Linked DNA regions of Sus scrofa: region 1 is linked to region 2. A link is a contact called in public Hi-C data. All regions are on one chromosome and are shown on one strand. The core of a region is the stretch at or near the end of the contact, and the rest is flanking DNA. Distances in the headings are between cores, read along the strand shown.

The links. Hi-C and Micro-C count contacts between places; a contact is called where the count stands out from the background.
Region 1: a Hi-C map of heart right ventricle shows a contact between it and region 2, with 6 times the contacts expected there. The contact joins two enhancer-like sites. A contact is called at or near these places in 9 of 47 Hi-C or Micro-C datasets (embryonic fibroblasts, epiblast stem cells, fetal heart ventricle and 6 more) and 1 of 2 datasets of contacts at active chromatin or transcription factors (skeletal muscle).

What each region holds. Positions count from the first base shown.
Region 1 is chr15:56,307,501-56,313,917 of Sscrofa11.1, reverse strand. All of the region lies in intron 1 of LOC102160389 (a long non-coding RNA gene), which reads left to right. Among named protein-coding and RNA genes, the nearest start is that of MFHAS1, 110 kb to the right of the region's middle. Within about 2 kb of position 1,402, at least 6 of the 83 cell types and tissues checked have an H3K27ac peak or open chromatin away from gene starts, as enhancers often do. A contact at or near this core is called in fetal skeletal muscle, where this site is marked.
Region 2 is chr15:55,842,468-55,849,275 of Sscrofa11.1, reverse strand. No RefSeq gene overlaps it. Among named protein-coding and RNA genes, the nearest start is that of PPP1R3B, 160 kb to the left of the region's middle. Within about 2 kb of position 5,140, at least 9 of the 83 cell types and tissues checked have an H3K27ac peak or open chromatin away from gene starts, as enhancers often do. A contact at or near this core is called in fetal skeletal muscle, where this site is marked.

The sequences.
Region 1 (6,417 bases), core at 153-2,652, 470 kb before region 2:
GAATATAATAGTACCTTCTTTGCAAGATTATTGTAAGTATTAAATCAGTACAAATGTCACCTTAGGTAGCTCTATGTGTTGGCTGTTTGATGACTGAAATGTGATGGAATTATGAATACTCATGAGAGAAGGAATGTTGATGCAAACAGCAGAGACACTTTTGAATTCTAAGATCCTGAAGCCATTTTCCTCTCTTGTTAGATTTTTACATTTAACTTCACATCATGATTTAAAGTTATTTTCTGGAAAGAAACTAATCACAATGCCAGATGTCAAGACAGAATAATACATGTTTACTGTCATACATTTCTTTCTTAATATTTGGAAATTAAAATTTCCAAGGTTTAGTTCTAAAGGCTTTTACCTTGATTTCTGAAATATTTTGTAAACAGAAAATCAGTTAGGTTTTCTCAAAGAGCATGATGTTTTACACAAAAGTATATCTTGGGTTGTCTGAGTCCAACCAAGAGGCTGCTCAAAAAGCAGGTTAGAAGAAAATCCATGTCTAATTCCTCTAATGAGTGGGTTAAGCATTTGTCTCCATATTTAAATGGTTGCAGACTTTGAGAATAAATTCAGAGAATCATCCCTCATAGGGACAGAAACGAATGAAAAGAGTCTAGAATTGAACATGTCTCTCTTTCTAAAATCACAAATTGAAGACCTAGCTTTGTGGGATGAAGAGGTTGATCTATTAAGGCTGAATTTTCAGTGATATAAACTTTAGGGTGCCTTTCAGCATTAAGTTGTGAAAGCCCTTTCTGGACGTTTTGCAGAATGTTGGCGTACAGCCTGCCTGCTGAGATCCCAGTGTGTGACCTGTTCCTGCCTGCAGCCAGAGGCAAACTCAGTGACCCACTGAGGCCACAGTCAACTGGCACAGACTGGAAAATTGTTAAATAAATTGGTCAGAAACTGTCAAACCTATTGCATAATCCAAACCTTAAAACCCGGACTGCAAAGTTTTCTTCTCATGCCAGTCATTCACACCTTTTGGATTCATTTTTTGATCAGTTCATCAGAAGAGTATTTATTGGTTCTCTATGAGATATGCCCAGCACTGTGATAAGTGCTACTTTAAAATTTATTTTTAAAACTATAACTAATGGGGAAAGAACTTGGGTGGTTCTCCAAGACACCCAGAGATTAAGATGACGTGTACTATAAATCCGTAACAAGTAATAATTTGCTTTAAAAAAAATCAGAGACACGTTAACCACGTAGACAATCTCCACCTTCATCTTTCTGGAACTCTTCAGCTCCCAGAAAGTGACAGGGTGTTTCTACACCAAAGAGTATGCACATTGCCATTTTTAGTTTCTTCCGTCATACGGTATACTCATGGCCTCAGGGGAAAGACATGTGACACTTCAAGTCACTTGAGAGTACAGCTGTCTTACTATCACCATCCCATTGAGGCCAGTTTTGGCCCAGCCACAGCTGCTGGTGGAGCCCACGTGGGTGTAACTGTGTGGGGAGAGTCGTGATACAGACAAGCCAACTGACACTGCAGAGGGGCCCTCAGGGCAGATCACAGCCACAGCCCTTGGTGGCCCATTTTAAAGTTGTAAATGTATGTATATGATGAGAATAAATACATATCGGTGGTTGATTATGTGTGAAACATAAAAGCATAAAAAGGTTGATTTTATTATTATTTCCCCCCCTCAGCTTTATTGAAATGTAACTGACATACATTGTGTGTGTTTAAGGGGTATAGCATGATTACTTGATACACGTATATACTGCAAAACGTTTACCACAATCAGGTTAGTTGGCACATCCTTTGCCTCCCATAATTACCTTTTTGTTGTTGTCGACATGATGATGAAAACCTTTAAGGTCTACTTTCTTAACAACTTTCAAGTGTACTAAACGGTATTGTTATCTGTAGTCACCATACTGAACATTAGATCCTGGGAGCTGATTCATCTCATAACAAGAAGTTTATGCCCTTTGACCAACCTCTCCCATTTCCCCCACCTCCTAGCTCTTGGCAGTCAGTATTCTACCCTCTGTTTTTGTTTTTTAAGATTCCACATGTAAATGAGAAAATACAGCATTTCTCTTTCTTGGTCTTATGTCACTTTGTATAATGCCTTCAAGGTTCATGCATGTCAAACCATGTTCATCACAAGTAGCAGTATTGGAGTTCCGGTCGTGGCACAGTGGTTAACGGATCCAACTAGGAATCATGAGGTTGTGGATTCGGTCCCTGGCCTTGCTCAGTGGGTTAAGGATCTAGCATTGCCGTGAGCTGTGGTGTGGGTTGTAGATGTGGCTCAGATCCTGCGTTGCTGTGGCTCTGGCGTAGGCTGGCCTCTACAGCTCCAATTCGACCCCTAGCCTGGGAACCTCCATGTGGGAGCTGCCCTAGAAAAGGAAAAAAAAGACAAAAAAAAAACAACAAAAAAAACAAGTGGCAGTATTTCCTTCTTTAAGGCTGAATAATATTCTATTGCATATATACATGTGCATGGTATATAACATTCCATTGCATATATACATATATATTTTTTTATCCATCTGTCCATAGGTGGACACTAAGGTTGCTTCCATATCTTGGCTATTGTAAACAATGCTGCAGTGAACATAAGAGTGCATGTATCTTTACTGCTTAGTGTCTCTTTCCTTTGGATAAATGCACAGAAGTGGAATTGCTGGATCATATGGTAGTTATATTTTTAATTTTGGGGGGAACCTTCATGTTGTTTTGCATAGCAGCTTTACCAGTTTACATTCCCAGCAATAGTTCACAATGGCAGTATTTTCTCCACGTCCTTGCTAACACTTGTTATTTCTTGTCTTTGTGATGATAGACATTCCTACAGGTGTGAGATGGTACCTCACTGTGATTTTGATTTGCGTTTTCCTAGTAATTAACGATGTTGAACACATTTCATGTACCTGTTGACTGTCTGTATATCTTTTTCGGAAAAATGCCTATTCAGATCCTCTGCGCGGTTTTTAATCAGATTGGTTTTTTGCTATCGAGTTATATGAGTTCTTTGTATATTTTGGAAATCAATCCCTTATCAGATATATGACTTGTAAATACTTTCTCCTGTTCAGGAGGCAGCTTCTTTATTTCATTGTTTTCCATTCACTTGGTTTCCTTTGTTATGTAGAAGCATTTTAAATTGTTATAGCTCCGCTTGTTTATTTTTGCTTTTATTGTCTTTGCAAGACTAATTTTAAACGTAATGCCCCACTGTCTAGATATAAATGCTATTAATGCTTTTGCTACACTTCCTTTAGACATGTTTCTGTGTGTGGGTTTGTGGGATGGGAGAGAGAGACAAGAGGCAGGGAGAGAGAAGTTGAGAAAGAGAGAAGACAATTTTTCTTTTTTTCTCACTATCTCTACCATTTATTTTGAAATAGTTGCAGGTTTACAGAAAAGTTATTAAAAATAGAATAAAGAATTCCAGTATGCCTGTCACCCAGATTTCCCAACTATTAACACATTTGCATTCTCTCTCATATGTATATTATTTTTTTCTGCACCATCTGATGGTGTGTTGCAAACTGATGCCCCCTAAAGAATGTCTGCATGTATTCCCTAAAAACTGTCTTATAGATATCCATGCTAGACCTAACAGAATCAGAAGACTAATGATGAAACTGTTGTAATATTTAATATGCAGAATTTATTTCAATTCATCAATTGTTTACTTATTGCTCTTTTAGCAATAGAAAAATTCTGGTCGAGGATGTAATCCTGCATCACTTATGGTTGGTGTCCTTTTATTTAGTTATTTTTTTGGCTTATTTTTTTGAAACTGTAGACGTTCCCAGGCCAAGGATCGTCCACTGCCTCTGCAGTGACAATGCCAAATCCTTAACCCCCTGCACCACAGGGGAACTTCTCTTTGGTGTCCTTTGATCTGGGTGGTTCTTCAGCCCTTCTTGTCTGGCTTTTGACATCTTGGGATAGTCCAGGCCAGCTACCCTTTAAAAGAGTTTGGGGTTTGTTGATACTTCTTCATGATGAGATTCATGCTACATGTCTTGGGCAGGAATGCATGGAAGCGGGGTGGAATTCTCCTCTGGGCATCTTATCAAATGTGTTATGGTTTGGGTGCATGCTAACCTTGATGATTCTTGCAAAAGTGAATTCTGTGGCTTTGTTTTTCTTGTTTTCATTGTGTCTATAGGGAGAAAGCTGTGGTGTGATGAACAGGGGGACAAAGAGATCTCCAGTGAGGGAGGAGGTGGTCACCTAAGGGACATGTGTTTTTTGGTAATGATATTATAATTTCAAGGTAAAGCTTATTGTGGGTAATTTGGAAAGAAGAGAGAGAAAAAAAATCACCCACCTCCTCAAATCTGAAGTAATTGGTTAGCATTTTGTCTGACACTTTTTGCCTGTGTATTTTTTTTCTCACAAGTGTTGGAAAAACGTTACATATAAAACTTGTGACCTATTTTCCCCTTAGAATTGTAGCAAAATTTTTTAGTATTATTATAAAACATTCTTAAGCATCATTTTTTTTTTTTTTTTGTCTTTTTAGGGCTGCACCCACGGCATACGGAGGTTCCCAGGCTAGGAGTTGAATTGGAGCTGTAGCAGGTGGCCTACACCACAGCCACAGCAACACCAGATCCAAGCCACGTGTGTGACCAGCACCACAGCTCATGGCAATGCTGGATCCTTAACCCACTGAGCAAGGCCAGGGATCAAACCCATGTCCTCTTGGATGGATACTAGTAGTCAGATTCGTTTCTGCTAAGTGACAATGGGAACTCCTTAAGTATCATTTTAATGACATTTCCCATCATACTGAATCATTTCCCCCACTGTTCCTTTAAATTTTTGCTAGAAACATTCTTACACACAGATCTTTGACTATATCTCTATGATGTTGGGATAGATTCTTAATAATTGGATAGAATTTGGACACATTGATTTTAAGAACATTTTATTGAAGTATACTTGACTTACAATGTTGCATTAATTTCTGCCGTATAGCAAAGTGTTAGTTACACATATATATTATTTCCCATTATGATTTATCACAGGATATTGGATATGGTTCCCTGTGCTACACAGTAGAACCTCGTTGTTCATCCATTTTATATATACTAGTTTGCTTCTGCTAATTCTAAATTCCCAATCCTTCCGTCCTTCACCCACCTACCCCTTCGCAACCACAAATCTATTCTCTATGTCTGCGAGTCTATTTCTCTTTCATAGATAAATTTATTTGTCTTATTTTATATTCTAGATATAAGTGACATCATATAGTATTTGTCCTCTTTCTAACCTACTTTGCTTACTATAATAATCTCTAAGTCCATCCATGTTGCTGCACATGGCATTATTCCATTCTTTTTTATGGCTGAATATATATATATATATATATATATATTTCACTGTATATATACTCTAAGTCTTCCTTATCCATTTATCTGTCAATAGACATTTAGGTTGTTTCCATGTTTTGGCTATTGTGACTCGTGCTGCTATGAACATATGCGTCTGTCTTTTTGAATTGAGTTTTGTCTGGGTATATGCCCAGGAGTGGGATTGCTGGATCATATGGTAGTTCAATGTTTAGTTTTTTGAGGAACCTCCATACTGTTCTCCATAGTGGCTGCCAATTTACATTCCCACCAACAATGTAGGAGGGTTCCCTTTTCTCCACACCCTCTTTAGCATGTATCATTTGCAATCTTTTAATGATGGCCATTCTGACCAGCGTGAGGTGGTACCTCATTGTAGTTTTGATTTGCATTTCTCTAATAGTGATGATGAGCATCTTTTCAAGTGCCTGTTGACCTCACATTGATGGCTTTTGATAGCTATTCCTAATTGCTCTCCAGAGTGGTACAGCTTCTACTACCATGACCTCAGCATGTGAGTGCAAAGAGGCAAACTTGAAAAGCACATTCTGGGGGAATTTTCACAGAGCCGATGACACAAAATGTCAAAAATTAGGTGTTTACTGATATGATCCTTCTTAGCAACTTCTTTAACATCTGTATATTAAAGACTTGTACATACAAGTCTGTTTTGGATTCTGTATGGGGAGTTTGGCCTCAGAAATGCCTCACATAGTCTAGTCTGTCCAGGTTTTAAAACTTTGGGTTCCAAGAACAGCATTCTAGAGGGGCCCCAGGGTGTGAACATTTCCAGTGAAGCCAGATTTACTGTTTTCCTCTGTGTTGAATGGCCACCTCATTTTTATATGGGATCACCCTTGCACAGAAAATGGATCACTCATCCAGCCTCTCCCCTTAAGAACTTGAACATTTGGTTCTTTTCACTTGAGTTTCCAAATAACACCATGATAAAATCCAGGAAGGCCAGTGATGTCATGAATTGGTTCGTTAACTGCCTCTTAGTCACTGTAGCTAAGGAGACAGTAGTTCTAGAGGCTGTGCCCCAATTGTGTGTATGAGCACAAGGCACAT
Region 2 (6,808 bases), core at 3,891-6,390:
CCTGGCCTGTGCCTGATTTTGTCCCTTTAAACATTAACTGCCTCTTAAAACATTGGTGTTCTATGCCCAAGGCCAATGGGGCGCCCAAGAGAAAGGAGAGGAGGAAAGAGTAGAAGAGAGGGAGGGAGGGTTTGTTACATCAACAATTTATTCATTCCACTAATACTGCAGAGTGTCCATGGTGACCCACCCATCGTCCCAAGACCCAGCTCTGGAGAACTGAAGAGAACATGATTCTCATCCTAGAGACACACAGTCTAGCAGAGGAGACAGACAAGTAAACACAAGATGACAAGGAAAGGCTAAGCCCTAGACTGTCCCTGTGCCTTCTCAGCATCTCCCTTTACTAAAGAAGTTTCCTTGGGAGATGGAGGATGAGATCAGAGAATTAAAAGTTTCCAGGTTCCTTGTCCCCAGGACAGTGGTTCTCAACCTGTAGTGAGCAAAAAGTGACCTGGAAGAGTTATTTAAAATGCAACTCCCAGCTCTGCAGGACTGTGTCAGTGGGTCTGCAGCAAGCCCAGGGCTCTGCATTGATCCAGCCATCCAAGGGAATTCAGATGGAGGTGGCCTGTGACCACAAGAGGGCCACCAGAGGTTGATGGAAAAAAATTGGACGAAAGGAAGAGGGAGCTTAAAGATGATTAAGGGCAGAAAACAGAAAAAGAGAAAACCCAGTTTTCAAGAGAGAAAAGAAAGTTTTCTCTAAGAATTGAGCTAATATTACCAGGGGCCCTGGGACGACTCAGCTAACTAGTGTCCATGACTTAGCCATGACTTTCTTATATTTATCTTTTAAACAAGACGACTTTTCTTAAACAGTACAAAGAAATGGACAGAGAGATAGCTCTGTTAGAGCCTTGGGTGGGCATCAATAGCACCTGTGGAACCCAGCCTTTGCTAATCCACAAGCGGAGGCTGAATAAAGCCATGGGCTATGGGAAGGGGGCCGTCCTGGAGAAGGCACACTCACTTGACACTGTCTTCAGTAATGCCTGGTTCTGGGCAGCTCTGTTTAATTGCACCTCTCCCTCCACAACCCCCCAGGCTAGTCTACCCCAGGGCAGTGTCTAGCTGGGGTAGACACCTGAAAAGGCTGAAGGGCACCAAGCTACAAAGAGCCTGAGCGGTGATGGCCATGAGCAATTTCCAGGTGGGCTACAGAGCTTCCTCTTCCCCCTGACTGCACCAAGGCTGCTCTCTTTCTGAAACTGATTTAGGCCCAAAGCTGAGCGGCTGGGGTGTGACTGGAGTGACCCTAGCACCATCTGGTTCTCCCATGGTGCCAGGTAGGATGCTTCTGTTTATCCCTAAAGCCCACTTTCCCACCTCTCTCTGAAAGGATGCCTCCTCCCTCGTTCTTTAGCTCCTGCCCTAGTATGACCTTCCCTGTGACTCTCCTTTAACTATATCCTTTCCCACTTGGGGTCCTCATCCTATGGATTCTGTCCCGTGAGCCCCACCTATCCAACTACAAGTTCAGGGGAGCTTGTCTTCTGGGAGTCAGTAAAGCACCTCAGTTAGGAACTAGGGCTGACCTGGGTCAGGAACACAACGCAGTCACCTGCCAGCTCTGGAATCTCGGGCGAGTTACTTCCCTGTTCTAAATTTCAGTTTCCTTACCTATAAAATGGGCAAACAATTGTACTTATGACTAAGGTTAAATGAGCTAATACTTAGCCCAGTGCCATTGTAGCCCTCCATAAATGTTTGCTCTTCTCCCCATGCATATGTACATCCTTACTTTTACCCTAATCGCCATGGATTTAGGACAGAGCTGATGCTCATTAATGTTTATTGAATTAGCAGTTAAGACGTGTAAACATCACTGGATCTGTTCATTAGTACATTTTAAGAAGAAGTGGGTAACTTGGCATTTTCCCTTATTTCATCAATATTTGATGGTGCTTTCTCTATTTGAGGATTTGTTTAGGGTGGAATGAATCCGAATAAGCTCAGGCAGGCTTTTCGTAATCATTCTTCTTTTGTGTCCATTGATTCAGTGTGTTTTCCTCACTTCTGTTCCCATCCTCACATTTGCGGTCCTCCTTCTGGAGGAATAAATCAGACCACAGTAGCCATTTAAAAGTACTTTCAACTGCTTCTAAGTTCTCTAGAGGAAAATAGCTACAGAATGCTGTTAAGGCTGTTAGAAATTTCGAATTACGCTTCTCCCGCTGTCCCTTTCCACCATGTGAGATGCAATGGGGAGAACTAAGTAAACACCAAAGTCCCTTTTAATTGCAATGGTCCGTGATCTCTTTTGTGCACAGCTGGACTTTTAAGCTCAAAAAGGTAAAGCAACTTTTGTAAACAAACATAATTTAAGGACTAGTCCTGACTCCCTGTTGGGGATCATCTCAGAAAGAAAATAGGTACGACCTCCACTGCTTGCCATTTGCTGGATATCTTCACTCCTTGCCTGGAATTACCAGAGGCTGTTTGCACGGCTGCGCTCAATGTCCAGACGTTTGGTTTAGATCCCTTTATGTTCAAGGATTCTGAGGAATGATAATGAAGGCGAATTGAGCTTAGACTGAACAAGCTCCTCTTAGAGATCTTAATCAAATAATCAAAGGTTAAACATGAAGAGGAAACATAAAAGTGAGGGAAAAACTGGTAACAATTTACGAGCTTTTCTTTCCCTCCAGGAGAAGCTGAGAATGAGCCTCATCTATGCCAGGGAGGCTGAAGTGGGGGAGTGCACCCAGCCTCCCCCAGGTGGGAGGTCCCTGAGTCAAGGAGCCCCTCACAGTGGGAGGAGGCCCCCCTCATCCCAGAAGGCAGGCCTGGGGACAGTCCTGTGCCCTGTTTCTCCATCCCTGTCTTATCCAGCATGGCTCACTGTGAATGCAGTCCTGGGCTGCTATTTCTCACCCTCTTTTAGTCCATTCTCTTTTTGAAAAACAATTTTTAAAAATCTCATATGTATCTCTTTTCCCAGAGATTGTGATAAGCAACCACTGGGCCCAGGCTTTTTCCATCGACCCACATGGCATGGCCAATGCCGGCTCTGGCTCCTCCCTCTTGCCACTCCCCATTGATTGCTGATGATCGGTTATTGGTACAGTTTTGGGTCTCAGCATGAATCCAGAATTCCACAGAAGAAGACAGCACCTAAGTGAATCATCCATTCCATGAAAGTTTCTTAAGCATCATCTTGGAGTTGCCATTGTGGCAAGAGGAAATGAATCTGACTAGGAACCATGAGGTTGCGGGTTCAATCCCTGGACTTGCTCAGTGGGTTAAGGATCCGGCATTGCTGTAAGCTGTGCTGTGGGTCGCAGATGTGGCTCAGATCTGGCATTGCTGTGGCTGTGGTGTAGGCTGGCAGCTGTAATCTGATTCCATCCCTAGCCTGGGAATCTCCATATGCCTCAGGTGCAGCCCTGAAAAAAGACCAAAGACAAAAAAAAAAAAAAAAAGGCACCATCTATGATGTGCCATTAGTACTGCGCGATGCCCAGGGGGCGCCATGATGGATGAAACATAGGCCCTGCTTTTCAGAAGCTCCAGAAAGACACAGGAACAATTCCAAAAGGATGAGTGCTGTCTAAATTGAGGTATAGGGGGCAGAGGAACCCAGAGGAAGAAGTGACTGGAAGGTTTTCAGGGAGAGAAAGAAAAGGACAGCTAGGAACAGAACGCAGAGTGAGTGCATTGAGGGCTAGGGGTTGGAGGAAGCAAGGCCTGTTTGGGAAATGGCTGGTGGTTGCGGGGAGCAGGAATGCAGCGCACAGGGTGGGAAAGTGATAGGAGATGATGTGGGAAAGCTGGGTCGTCAGATGTGAAGGGAAGCTAAGGTACTTGGACTTGATCCTGTTGGCATCAGTGTGATCATCAGATAACTCAGCAAGGAACTGAAAAATAATATGAGTTTTAGGTCCTCCGATATAAAATTTCCTATTCAGCCAGCATCCGCATCAAGTAATTAGTGGTTAAACTTGAGAAGGGATCAGTGGGGGAAGTACTCTTGACCGGTGAAGCTGCAGGAGAAAGTGGGGCTATAATTATCCTAAGTCTTTACCTTTCGGATTTAACTCCTCCAGAAACCAAACTGGTTTTGCTGCACTCCCAGAAGGGAATCAGCTCAGCTTCCCACAGCCCATCACTGTGTTACAGTGAGAGAAGACTAAAGGATCATCTATAAAAGTGCTTTGTACACACAGGACGTTCTATCCATACGTTGATCACGAGTGCCACAGTTTCCTGCGGGCAAGCTCGGACGTTTCAGCCAGGCTATGTCCCTCCTCAGATAACCTCCTCGGAGAAAGTTGTTCCCTCCCAATTTAATGGGCAACTTTAAGGCCAAAACATCTGACAGTGAGAGGGGATGGGCACAGCCCATCAGAATAGCCAAATCAAATTTGGTGACCGTGAATATTATTGTTCTTGTTATTCAGAATAATAACTGTAAGGCAGCAAAGATAAAGCAGATTTTGTAGACCTCTAGCTTTTTGGCATGTTTTTTTGCGGGGGGTGGTGGCTAATTAAACTGGGTTCTTTAACAGCAGGACTTGAAGCCTTGAATATGCTGATGGGGATGTGAACTCAAGGGAGGTTTTAGGAGTTTCTCTTGTGGCTCGCAGAAACAAATCTGGCTAGGATTCATGAGGATGCTGGTTCGATCCCTGGCCTCGCTCAGTGGGTTAAGGATCTGGTGTTGCCGTGAGCTGTGGGGTAGGCCGCAGATGTGGCTCGGATCCCGAGTTGCTGCAGCTCGGATCCCATGTTGCTGTGCCAATGGCTACAGCTTTGATTAGACCCTTAGCCTGGGAACCTCCATATGCTGCAAGTGTGGCCCTTAAAAAAAAAAAAAAAAAAAAAGGAGGTTTTGGACACAGTGTCTCTCAAGTTCATTTGACCAGCAAACCCCCTCCAACTTCCTGGTCCACCCTGCCTGGAGGCCCTCCAAGATGCTCAAGAAATACTAGAGTGCCCTCCCTGGCCACACTACGTTTCAAGAGGAAAACACCAGTTGTCGGGGGAAGCTGGAGGTGATCTGTGAGGCAGGAACAAGTGGCAGAAGCTGCAGCAGAGGCTTCCGGGCATCTAAGGCCATCAGCGCTTGGCTCTGCTGTAGCCCATGGGGCTGACCTAAGGGGCTTCCCCTTCTGCCCTGGCCAAGCCTTGCCCTCCTCTCCATCTGCCTCTGTCCATGTGACCACGCCCTTGTCACCAGTGCTGGCCTGTAGCCTCACCCCCGACGCCTGACTGTTCCCATTCCTTGACTATTTTTAGCTCTGGCCCAGAGCTTATTACAAGAACTCAGCAAGCAGGACCCAAGGCTATGTTATGAATCTTCTCTCATCGATGTAATATTGGTTATGAAATATGATTTATCTTTCCTCACATTTTAAAGTTGCTATTTGGTTCTTTGGGAGGGAGGGTGTCTCTGAGGACTCCTTTTGTTCTGTATTCTATCTCCCACAGTTGGTAACTATTTTTGCTGGTTTTGCACGTGTTCTCTAGGGTTTGATCTGTTTTCTCATCTTTGTGTAGTGTCTTGTTTTCATTTCTGATGCTTTGGTTTCCTTTACTTGGAGGCAAGAAGAGACCATAATTTGGTTTTGTTTACCTGTGTGGTATGAATAATGTGTAATTTTTTTAAGCATGATGTTTTCAGCATTACATGCACAAAGTGACCTTTGCAGGGGTCATGGTGTGGACGCTTTGTTGAACAAAAGGACTCGTCCCTTTTTATTGAGAAAAACTAGACTCTCCTATCTGGCCCTTTGGGGTTGTCATTGCTAGGTCTCTGCCCTACTAAAGACACTCCCCAGTCCTCTTTGTGATGCAAAAAAAAAAGATAGCTGATTTCTGAAACCTCACGATCCATTTCAAAAATTAAATCCCAGCCCCTCCATTTAAATACAAAACTGTCCACCAGCTTCAAGCTTTACTTTAATCAGTATTAGTTGTATTGAAGTTAAAAATGCCCTCCTGGTGCCCTCTCTTTCCACCAAAAATCTTGATTACCTTTAGAGCCTCTTTTTACTCAAAATAATACAATTTCTGCCATTCTCTTATGCTCCAGGCCTCTATTTCCATCTGCTTATGAGGAAAAAAAAATCTCTCTCAGGAGGCCCTATGAGCTTGTCAAATTCAGCCTGTGAGGAGACAAGGCTTTTTGCCCCCAGCCTGTCCCCACCTTGCTGTACTTGGTGAAGACATCTGACAGCCTCTATGCAGCTGGACACACAGAATTCCCAGTCCTTGTGGCATCTTCTTTCTTCCCCATGCCATCCATCTATTCTGATCAAGTGCACATTTTTTTTCAGTTCTGAATCAGCAATTCCTCTGGCATGAATCTCCTTCACTTCCTCCTTTCTGCCATTGCCAGTCCTTGTCCACTCTTTTCTGGACCGTTCAATGACCTCCTTGGTTATCTTTTGAGAAGCTCCCTTCCTGGGATCCCACCCACTAGTCTGCAGCAAGAAAGGAATACTCCTCCCCCCACCCCGCCCTGAAGCTCCCAGAGGTCCTCAGAGCAACTCATATCCCTAGGAGAACAGTTGTCAGTAACTGCATATCTGGACCAAGTGACTCTACTACTCCTTCACCTGCTCACCCCAAACTACCGGGGTCTTTACAGGGGACCCGTGTTCCCTTGGATCTGGGAGTCCCTTCAGGGTCTCCCTTTGGCCTGGTTTCCCCACTTTATATTCTATGCTTCATTCCAAGATCTTCCTGCTCACCCATCTCCCAGCTAGTGGTGGCCCAGTTGGACTCTCTGATGAGTTCTGGAGGCTGATGCTTGGCACACCCCTAGTATCATGGTCTACTAGCCACAGGCAAGCCCTGAACT